2 separate regions of the Bombyx mori genome follow, and region 1 is linked to region 2. A link is a contact called in public Hi-C data. All regions are on one chromosome and are shown on one strand. The core of a region is the stretch at or near the end of the contact, and the rest is flanking DNA. Distances in the headings are between cores, read along the strand shown. Region 1 overlaps LOC101746182 (atos homolog protein A). Region 2 holds the start of LOC101746182 (atos homolog protein A).

Region 1 (4,990 bases), core at 2,076-4,575, 47 kb after region 2:
CACGGAATAGATAAATAAGGTTGGAATGGTAATGTAGGCGGGGCAAGCGTGCCACAGTTATGACTCTACAATCATAACTCGACCGATTCTTTCATTCACCGCATTTAGTGCGCTTCGGACTACTTGGGCGAACAGATCTCCGCTTTATAGTGCCGTGTTGTGCAATTATAACTTGTAAAACAAAAAATCAGACCTCAAGCATAGAGTAAGGAGGTATATCTTTCGATCGGTAAGTCGAAATTACCATTTAATTACAATATTATTTGTCTAAAACATAAAAATATACTGAGCATTATGAAATTCCAAACATTAACAATATTATTGCAGCAAGTTATAAAGAGCATACATTGCGCGATGTGTACTCGCCCAATGAACGCAATGACCAAGTCAGCTTCCAATGTACTACATGCATTGCGTTCTCTACACTTCAATCTTTGAAATTTCGGCCTTTGCCCTGATTGGCCGTGGTGCAGTTGTCGATAGTGAGGTGACCATGTGGTGAAATAAAATCATCGACAGAGTTCTCGACTATATTTACATTTGACATGGCTAATGCGTGACATGACTAGCGTGTATGAACATTTTTATTGCCTTTTTGCGTGTGTGAGTGTGTATGCCTACGGGTGTTTTGTGCTAGTTTGCGAACGAATATCTGTCCTGAGATTTATGTGTGGGTGTTTTTGTTGTGTGCGAAATACTTGTAATCACAGTATGTGTATGTGTAGAAATTAAAATAGTGGGGATGAAGCGGCGACACTGGTTCTAATGTAAAGAGCAAAGGCCTTTCCAACCTTATTTATCTATTCCGTGCTCTCTCACGACTTGAAAAATTAAGTTCCTACCAGCGAACAGGTAGAGAAAAAGAGACTTCAAACTCATGTCTGAAGATGCACTTTCAAGTTTTGGTGCTATGAGCTTTCGGTAGCCCTTTTACAGCGGATGGACCGTTAGCTCGTTGATCTAGACTATAAATAAATAAAAAGAGTCTCGTATTGATCTGCTTGTGAGGAAGAGCCGTTCTATGATTCTTTTTATCACAAATTGCGTTTTTAAACAATCAGTCAAGACGGTACGTGTAGACGGAGCATTAACTCTCGAAGGATTATTTGTCCCTGTAACAGATGGGTGTGTATAGGTGAACCAGATTTTTGGTCTCGAATTCAAAGTTCTAATAAAACAAGAACGTTGAGATTCAAGTGAGAACTGGTTTCTATTCATTCAAAAATTATATACAGACTAGCGGACCCGGCCACACGTTGCTGTGGCTGTGGCTTAGGTTTTTGTTTCTAAATAACTCGCGGCCGCCTATGCTAATACCAAAAATTGACAACGTAAGAACAATTGGATTTCACTGTATTGCGTTTACTACGAAATAAATTTCACTTATACTTTAGCCTCAGAAACACGTGGTGCTTATGCCATTAAATTGTAGCTTATGTGAAACGTTGGTATTTTTAGCACAGCGCCATCTATGAGATATTAAAGTCACAGTATAACAATTGTCTGTAAAAACTGATTTAAGGCGCCATCTGTTTTAGACTTATGAAACTTACAATTAATAACAAAAATCAACATAAGAAATCATTTAATTGTTAATTAATAAATATTGCGACCATTCATCGAAATAAAAACCATCCTATCTCTCAAGTTGGATCGAACTGCACATGGTGTGCGAATTTTATTATAATCGGTTAAGTGGTTTAGGAGTCCATTGAGGACAAACATTGTGACACGAGATTTATATATATTAAGATAAAACATACAAATACTAATATAGGTTAGTTTCACATTAGCAACAACAGATGTCGGTAGCAGTATTTAATGTTAATTATTTAGATATAAATTTCAACAAAAGTCTTATCCACTAACAGATTCGTGTCTTATTCCAATCCTAATAATTGATTGATACGGGTTGGCGTAGCCCATTTATATCACAGAGCAGTCAAATCTAAATCCATTGTAAGCTCCAGGGTTCTGAAACTAAGCGCTCCTATAAGCCAAGCCGTCAGCGTGATCCACGTTACATGTCTTTAAACGTATCCGTGGTAATCGCCAGGCAGCTTCGAGGAGTCGGCTCTGAAGGGTCGACTGGAGCCCGTCGCGACCGTCCAGGGTTTCACCGCCGAGCTGGGCGCGTCCGGGTCGTGGTGTCCGCCGCACCGGAGGCTGCCCGTCACCGTGTTCTTCTACGCGCCTGGAGGAACCAACGCTCCTTATATGGTGAGCTCAGTCCTCATGCTACCGGTCATCAGGTTTGAGCCCCGTGAGCTCACCTACTAGTTAAGGCGACGCTGATATAGCCTCTCAAGGCTATCAGCTTAGGTAGGAAAAAAAAAACATGACACCTCATGTAGGTCCAGAATTGTAGTAAGACGCTCGGAATTTGTATCGAGCGATGGGACTGTTTCGAGATTCTAATACCACAGACAGGCATCAGTTTATCTAATCGAATGAATGCGTACTTGATATTTCACGAATAACTCATGGAGGAATAATATTAAGAAGCTGAGAAATGCCTGAAGTCGTCGTAGCCTGAGGGATAAGACGTCCGGTGCATTCGTGTTGAGCGATGCACCGGTGTAATATTTTCTAAAAATCAATAAAAATTAAGAAAGCTTTTGTGCACCATTTGGCGCCCCTTTGTGATTAGCGCCCGGCGCACGATGCCCTCCCTTGCCGCCCCCCCTCAATATGCCACTGCGACCTGGCCGAATAAAATGAGTCAACATCGTCCCAGCTTTTGTCCAGTCGAGATTTTCTCTTCATCTCTCAAGTCACTGTCGATCACAGCAGAGCGGGCCATTCCCGATCCTGCGGACAGAATGGAAAGCAGTCGACGTCGCCCAAAACACGTCATTTCGGATCCTCTGGATACACTAACAGTGCTTTTAGGTACCTCAAGCACCGGTCATCTTTCTCATCGAACCCGTCGCCTGCTACGAAGGGCTCGACGAGTGAATTAACCCATAGACACAACCCACTGAGTTTCTCGCCGGATCTTCTCAGTGGGTCGGGTTTCCGATCAGGCGGTAGATTCTGCGAAGCACGGCTCTTGCTAGGATTCGTGTTAGCAACGTCGTCAGGTTTGAGCCCCGTGAGCTCACCTACTAGTCAAGGTTACGCTGAAATAGCCTCTCAAGGCTATCAGCTTAGGTAGGAAAAAAAAGCAGGGTGACGTATGTAAGCAGATGTACACACAACATTTAATTTATTCTTCAGGGTCACATTAACCTAGGTCCAAGCGGCTACCGCATACCTCACTCGGGGACCATCCAGGTCTCCCTGTTTAACCCTCACGGGACCCTCGTGAAAATGTTCGTCGTGCTATACGAGCTGAGCGGGATGCCCCCTTCAGCGAGGACCTTCCTCCGGCAGAGGACACTGTACATGCCTGCCGGGGCGGAGCCCCCGCGCACCAGCATGCTCTACAAGTGGCTCCGGTATCTCATACATCTCAGGTGAGAGGACGCCAAACCAAATTGAGTTCCGTTCCAAAATCTGATTATGTATACCTTTGAATGATGTATGTAAATATACAAGCAACTGAACTAAAAGTCCTGATGACCTTCGTCAAGAGATGCCAAAGTAATTATTGTATTATTATCGGTCCCTTGACCCTTGTGCACATTTTCAAGTCAATCTCACGTCTTGTAAGTTGGTGAACATCACGTTCAGAGATTCTGTTACATAGATATATAGATATAGGTACATAGATACAACGGGTTTCAAAAAGTATCAGAAAATATTTTATGTCACATATTATATTTAATTAAGGGTGTGCGACAGAGATAGCGATAAAATATGAGTATCCTATGTAGTAATTGCCTTCTAAATTCCTAATCATCCTCTTTTCTATTCTCTGCGTCGAATAACAGTACATTACACGGTCGATTCATTCTTGTCCGCTCTTGAGATCAGACGTTAGTAAGATCTCTTTCGTTCGCAGGTTCATGACCTCAAAATCCGGAAAGCTGTATTTGCACACGGACATCCGGATACTCGTGTCAAGGAAGGCGGACGTTGACACGGCGACTGTACATTCCATCTTCAGACCGATCTCGAACTCGAATAGATCTCAGACGTCCAGCCGGAGCGCCGGACCGGTGCGCGGGGAGCCGGACCGGGGCCCGAACCGTGTTTTCGGCGGTTGTGGGGACCCCGGGGGGGCCCGGTCCGGCGCGGACCCCGGTGGGGCGCGTAGGGGGGCGCGAGAGCTCGGCTACGAGAACCACAATGGGGTCGCGTTCGAACTACGCAGTTTCACGTACGCCCCTGACAACCCCAGATACTCTCCTCGCTGACGTCACGCGCCACGGTCCCCTCTCCCCTATAAGCGGATGCTGCGCTTGCGGCGTAGACTTGTATGATTAAAGATAAATATATTTTTTGTTTTTTTTTATATATAAACAAAATGCGAGTTGTCTGATTTCGTTTTATTTGAATAAAAAAGTTGCTTAGATGTGTCTTAAGTAGCTACCGGAGCCCATAGGCATGAAAAATGTGAATGCCTCATGAGTTCTAAATCTCAGCTTTATATAACGGCTACCCCACCCTCCAAACCGAAACACATTGCTTCTCGGTAGTAAGCAGGGTTGTGGCACCTACCCGTGTGGACTCATTCCCTAACACCAGTAAAAAAATACTTGCAGCAGAGCACTTTTTAACACGGGGTTCTACAGGCCATATACTACTTACTATCTTTTCATCATTTAGGGTGCCAAAAAAAATTGTGACAAAGTTTCTCTTCTGATATTGGTCTCAAATTAAACAATATCATTGATTTGATAGTGTAGTAATTAGCGCCCCGGACTGTTACGCCGAGGGTCGTGGGTTCGATTCCCACATCCGGCAAACATTGGTATGAATGAGCAGGCTTGTTTGCTCTATATCTGAGTGCTTATTATCTATATATCTATAAATATGTAACCTCTATACGATTTATCTTAAAAGAGGTTAATATGTTATAAAGATGACATAAATGAAATTTGAA
Region 2 (4,788 bases), core at 979-3,478:
TATTACAAAATAGTAATTAGCATTTGATTGAAAATTCTAGATAAATAATGATGTTAGGACACATTGTAAGCCATGGTTAGGTATACTATGGTCTTCCCTAAAACAGTCAAATCTCCAGTGAGGTGTGGAGTGGTCTGTAAATATCATGTTTTGGATAATGATTGCCGAACTGGACAATTGTACTACTAAATCTTGCATTTGTTACTATTTATAAGTATTAATTTCATTATTATTATTGTACGGAATAGCCTGTAGGCATAGAGTTTTAGATAACCATTGCCGTACCTGGTACCGTTTTTCACTGGTGGTAGGACCTCTTGTGAGTCCGCACGGGTAGGTACCACCACCCCGCCTATTTCTGCCGTGAAGCAGTAATGCGTTTCAGTTTGAAGGGTGGGGTAGCCGTTGTAACTATATTGAGGCCTTAGAACTAATATCTCAAGGTGGGTGGCGCATTTACATTGTAGATGTCTATGGGCTCCAGTAACCACTTAACACCAGGTGGGCTGTGAGCTCGTTCACCCATCTAAGCAATAAAATAAAAAAAACCTGACAATGGTACTACTAAACCTTGCACTCGGTACTATTTATAAGTATTAATTTCTTTAATTATTATTGAACATAATCACAATATAGACAACACACCTTTTGCATACGATTGCGGTAGTAATTTATCTTTAACATGTACACAAACAAAGGCATATAGGAATTCCATATCATTAGATTTAACGTTGCAGCAGTCACACACAGTTCTAACACTATTCGAAGCAACAGTTATTTGTTGTGGGCCGTTATTCAAGTCATTATTCGATCCGTCAGCATCCATTAACCTGCTTACTTGTTGTTCAGATATTGACTTTGATATTTTTGATCTACTTTTAACATTTCTTGTTTCGTTATGTGCATGTGTTTGTGTTAATTGCTTTTGCATATCACACGAATGTTTCTTTGTTGTTGTTGTGAACTCTGAATATGAATCCGGTTTTTGCTGAAACAAAATGTAAATGCATCAAATATTGTTGAGTTTTTGTTTTAGAAATGTCTATTTTTGGGATATAGGAAGAGAATACATTGATATGATGTAAATTAATTATCGTCCAGTGTTTTTACATTCGACCTTAATCACTAACACCTCAAGATGCATTTTATTTAGTATTCCCTTTAGTCACCGCGAGGCGTTAACACAATTAAAGCCATTTTTATTAATAAACACTGGTTTATTATTGACATTAGATTATTTCCTCTGCTCATATAAGGGATATGAAAAGTTTTATCTCAAAAGAAAACTGGGTAAGAAAACTTAACACAATTAAAGCCACTTTTACGTTTTATTAATAAACACTGGTATATTATTGACATTAGATTATTTCCTCTGCTCATTTAAGGCATATGAAAAGTTTTATCTCAAAAGAAAACTGGGTAAGAAAACATTGAATTTGGGTATATAATACTAACTAATTACTAAATAGTTTTGTTAATACTAACTAATATGTAATATAATTTATTAAATATAATATAATAATAATACTAACGTCTTTAAACATACATACCCCTGTCCTGGTGAAGCTGGAAAGGCCTCCGGGCCACCAGTAATCTCTCAATCATAAAAAAAAAAAAAAACATACATACCAGTACTAGTTCTATTTGTTTCATTAAGCTCTCACTTTTCTTCTCTAGTTGTTTATTCAGCTTTTTGAACTCATCTTCACGGGCTAGTAGATTAATAGAATCCATTTTTGCTTATGAAATAAGTTAATTAAAGAATAATGAACGATATTCAGACAGTTCTCGACACTTCGAAATTGGTTGCTGTATTTCATTTGGATTTAGACATTGCAGTATGCTGCTAATTTGAAAAGTCCTTATTTATTATGTTTCACTACGATGTATACGAAATTTTATTTGGCCGTTTAACATCACAACAAACAATTTCGTTGCCATAGCTACATGGACTAGGTTGGTCAGTTGACTGTACAGGATCGTATCAATTCAAATCGTTTTTAGTCTTTTTTACCACCTTTGCCTACTAAAAAAGGTGTAATACATGTCAGTATTCTTTAAAAAAATATTTAACATAATATTTATACATTCTAAAACTATTTAGATAAGCTTAAAATTTGGAATTAGTTGATGTCAGTCAGAGTGTGCTGCCATCTCTTGATGCATTGGGAAACTGAAGCTGGAAGCTGGACTGTCAAAAACAGCTGTGAATCTAGACCAATCAGAGTATTTTGCAAATGTCAATAGATTGTTTTCTTTGTCCCTAACGCACACATACAAATATTGTTGACACATCGCTTTGTTTCCCATATGATTCAATATGAGCAAGTTAACGATTAAAGTGCTTCAAAGACTAGACTATATCACGAATAAACTAAAAAAAATACATAATTCCATACAAATATGGTGAAATATGATTCAAAATTACTGAAAAACCCTATCAAGGTCATTAAACTTAGAAAGAGAAACACCATGAGAGAGCGAGAGGTCAACGAAAATAAATGTGTGCATCACAGATTTTCAATCGATTCGACCAATGAGAACGGACTTCTCACAGCTGACATTTTAGTAATTTGACTGATCGAGCCGTGTAAGCTCGTCCGCGCGACCCCAAAAAAAACGCTGAAATATAACTTGGACAGCGTTTCCGCGTCCGTACTGCTGTCAAAAAGTATAATAATGTATTTTAAGAGAAAAAGAAACTATTACCGAAGTGTTATATTATAGCCCAGGTGTTTTATTTAGGAGTTTGACGAGTTGTATGCCGTTCGTAAAGGTGAGTAAAGTTGGTCATCTAACATATGTTTAGTTATACGTGTGTATTGCGCATTTGTGTTACAATCAAAGTTCGTATTTCCGTCACAATAATTATCACAACAGCCTGCGTGAAATATTAACATTACTTGTAACATTATAAACTTTTAAATACAGCCATATTTTGTCGAAGAGAAAGTGGTCGGAGTGTCATCATAATTAGTTAAAAAATGAAAAATCAGCTGTTGATTAGTTTTTTTTTTGCATCGACAAAGGCAAAGGAACTTTCAATGTGCGGCCAAGTTTCTTTTTTCGTTTTCCAATGAATAACGGAATCCGAATACAGGAATGGACAGGTCTATAGGGCTGCGCCATGACGTTGTCGATTAAATAAAAGTTCGGTTATTTCTTATTTTTGTTTCATTTATTTTTGATAATTATGAATTACACATTTAGTATTCCTTTTTTATTGTTACATGTTTTTATGAATATGTAATGTTAACAATGCTAATGTAATAAAGGTACATATTAAATGAATACGGAAGCAAAATTAATAATATTATAGAATCGTGTTTACAACACACCAGAATAGTGTCAAAATTTACGATAAGCTGATATTTTTAAACAATCGTAATTTTCCGTAAAGATGGTGATTTAAAATTGACAGTTGAGGCTTGGAGATTTCACTGTTGCTATTACTCTGCTACCCGTAGACAGTTTAAGTGAACTTCGCTGTCTATATTGAGGCAAAAGATCGTACTGTCAACTGCCTTGATAAAATGGCTCCAAACTCTTCAAACAACGATATCAGGAATAGAGACATGACGGCACTCACCCGTGCAGTAACATACCCTACAACTAATATTTAAGAGTATCAGAGATTAAGGAGTAAACCAAGTCCTTAGAGTACTTGTGAATTAAAAACAGTAGTCCTGCTCGGGATCTATAGCAGTGATGCTGGCGATTGTCCACTGAGTTTCTCGCCGGATCTTCTCAGTGTGTCGCGTTTCCGATCCGGTGGTAGATTCTACGAAGCACTGCTCTTGCTAGGGCCAGTGTTAGCAACACTCCGGTTTAAGCCCCGTGAGCTTACCTACATGTTAGGGCGAAGCTGAAATAGCCTCTCAAGGCTATCATCAGCTATGGAGTGTGCGCGGAACGATGATTTGAGACAACAATTCTTTGCAAAATGTACAGATTTTCGACAAGTTGGAGGTGTAAATTGCGTATTAGCCTTTCTGGAATCCGAAATGGCCGGCATTTTATAAAATAGTGTTAGTAGAGACGATAACAGTTTTTATTTTTTTATATAATTTTTTGTTACTATCTTTTGTTGCACAATGGAGTGACATTTTCACTAGGTGAATAATCTCCTTAAATAAAGTTAAAAAAAAGGCTATCAGCAAAGGTAGGGAACAAAAAGATGCTGGTGTATACGGTTGCATCGTCTGGTAGCCAAGTGTTGGAAACGTGCAAGGCAGTCATCAAGAATGCTGCTACTGACGAATCATAAGTGACATCTTTAGTTTGTGGATGCCTCGGTCGCAAAGGGCAGAGGCCCTTCGCGCTCCATAGAGATGGAGCGTTTCCGGTCCACTTTGGAGTAACCGTGAAGCTAGTCTGTCGCAAAGCAATCGTTTATTGTGTTATCACAGGTAGGGGCCATTGTGAGCACCGGTAGGTACCACCATAATCTGCCAATGAGTCACTCGGTAAAGTCTAGTAAAGTAAATCGAATAGAGCTATCGATTTGTTATGATTTTGTTTTATTGCTTAGATCAGGGGTTCCCAAACTTATTTTGTCTACTGTCCACTTTGAGAATAAATTATTTTTTAGCGCCCCTAGTTTTTCACCTACTTTAAAACCCCTATGGCGAGAGCTCAGTAGTTGTCTACGAGTCCTCCTAGATAAAATTACAAATCGCCTCCCAAGCCTCTACATAACGTCCCCTTTTTTTTCTGGGTCTCTTACCGCCCCTCTTTAGGCCTGCAGCGCCCACAAGGGGGCGTTATCGCCCACTTTGGGAAAGGCTG

What was found. A called contact is a pair of places that touch in the nucleus more often than the background predicts.
Region 1: a contact with region 2 is called in a Hi-C map of whole pupa, with 6 times the contacts expected there. The contact joins the enhancer-like site here to the promoter of LOC101746182 in region 2. A contact is called at or near these places in 5 of 7 Hi-C or Micro-C datasets (middle silk gland, midgut, posterior silk gland and 1 more).

The regions. Positions count from the first base shown.
Region 1 is chr2:650,481-655,470 of ASM3026992v2, forward strand. LOC101746182 (atos homolog protein A) reads left to right here. Exons shown (of 10, transcript XM_038015586.2): 8 at 2,057-2,220; 9 at 3,220-3,458; 10 at 3,947-4,423. The coding sequence ends at 4,301. Among protein-coding and RNA genes, the nearest start is that of LOC101741103, 36 kb to the right of the region's middle. Within about 2 kb of position 3,326, at least 5 of the 8 cell types and tissues checked have open chromatin away from gene starts, as enhancers often do.
Region 2 is chr2:604,182-608,969 of ASM3026992v2, forward strand. It overlaps LOC101746182 (atos homolog protein A), which reads left to right and starts at 2,229. Exons shown (of 10, transcript XM_038015586.2): 1 at 2,229-2,776. The coding sequence starts at 2,762. It overlaps LOC101746326 (testis-expressed protein 9), which reads right to left and starts at 2,121. Exons shown (of 6, transcript XM_012689438.4): 1 at 1,630-2,121; 2 at 646-988. The coding sequence starts at 1,734.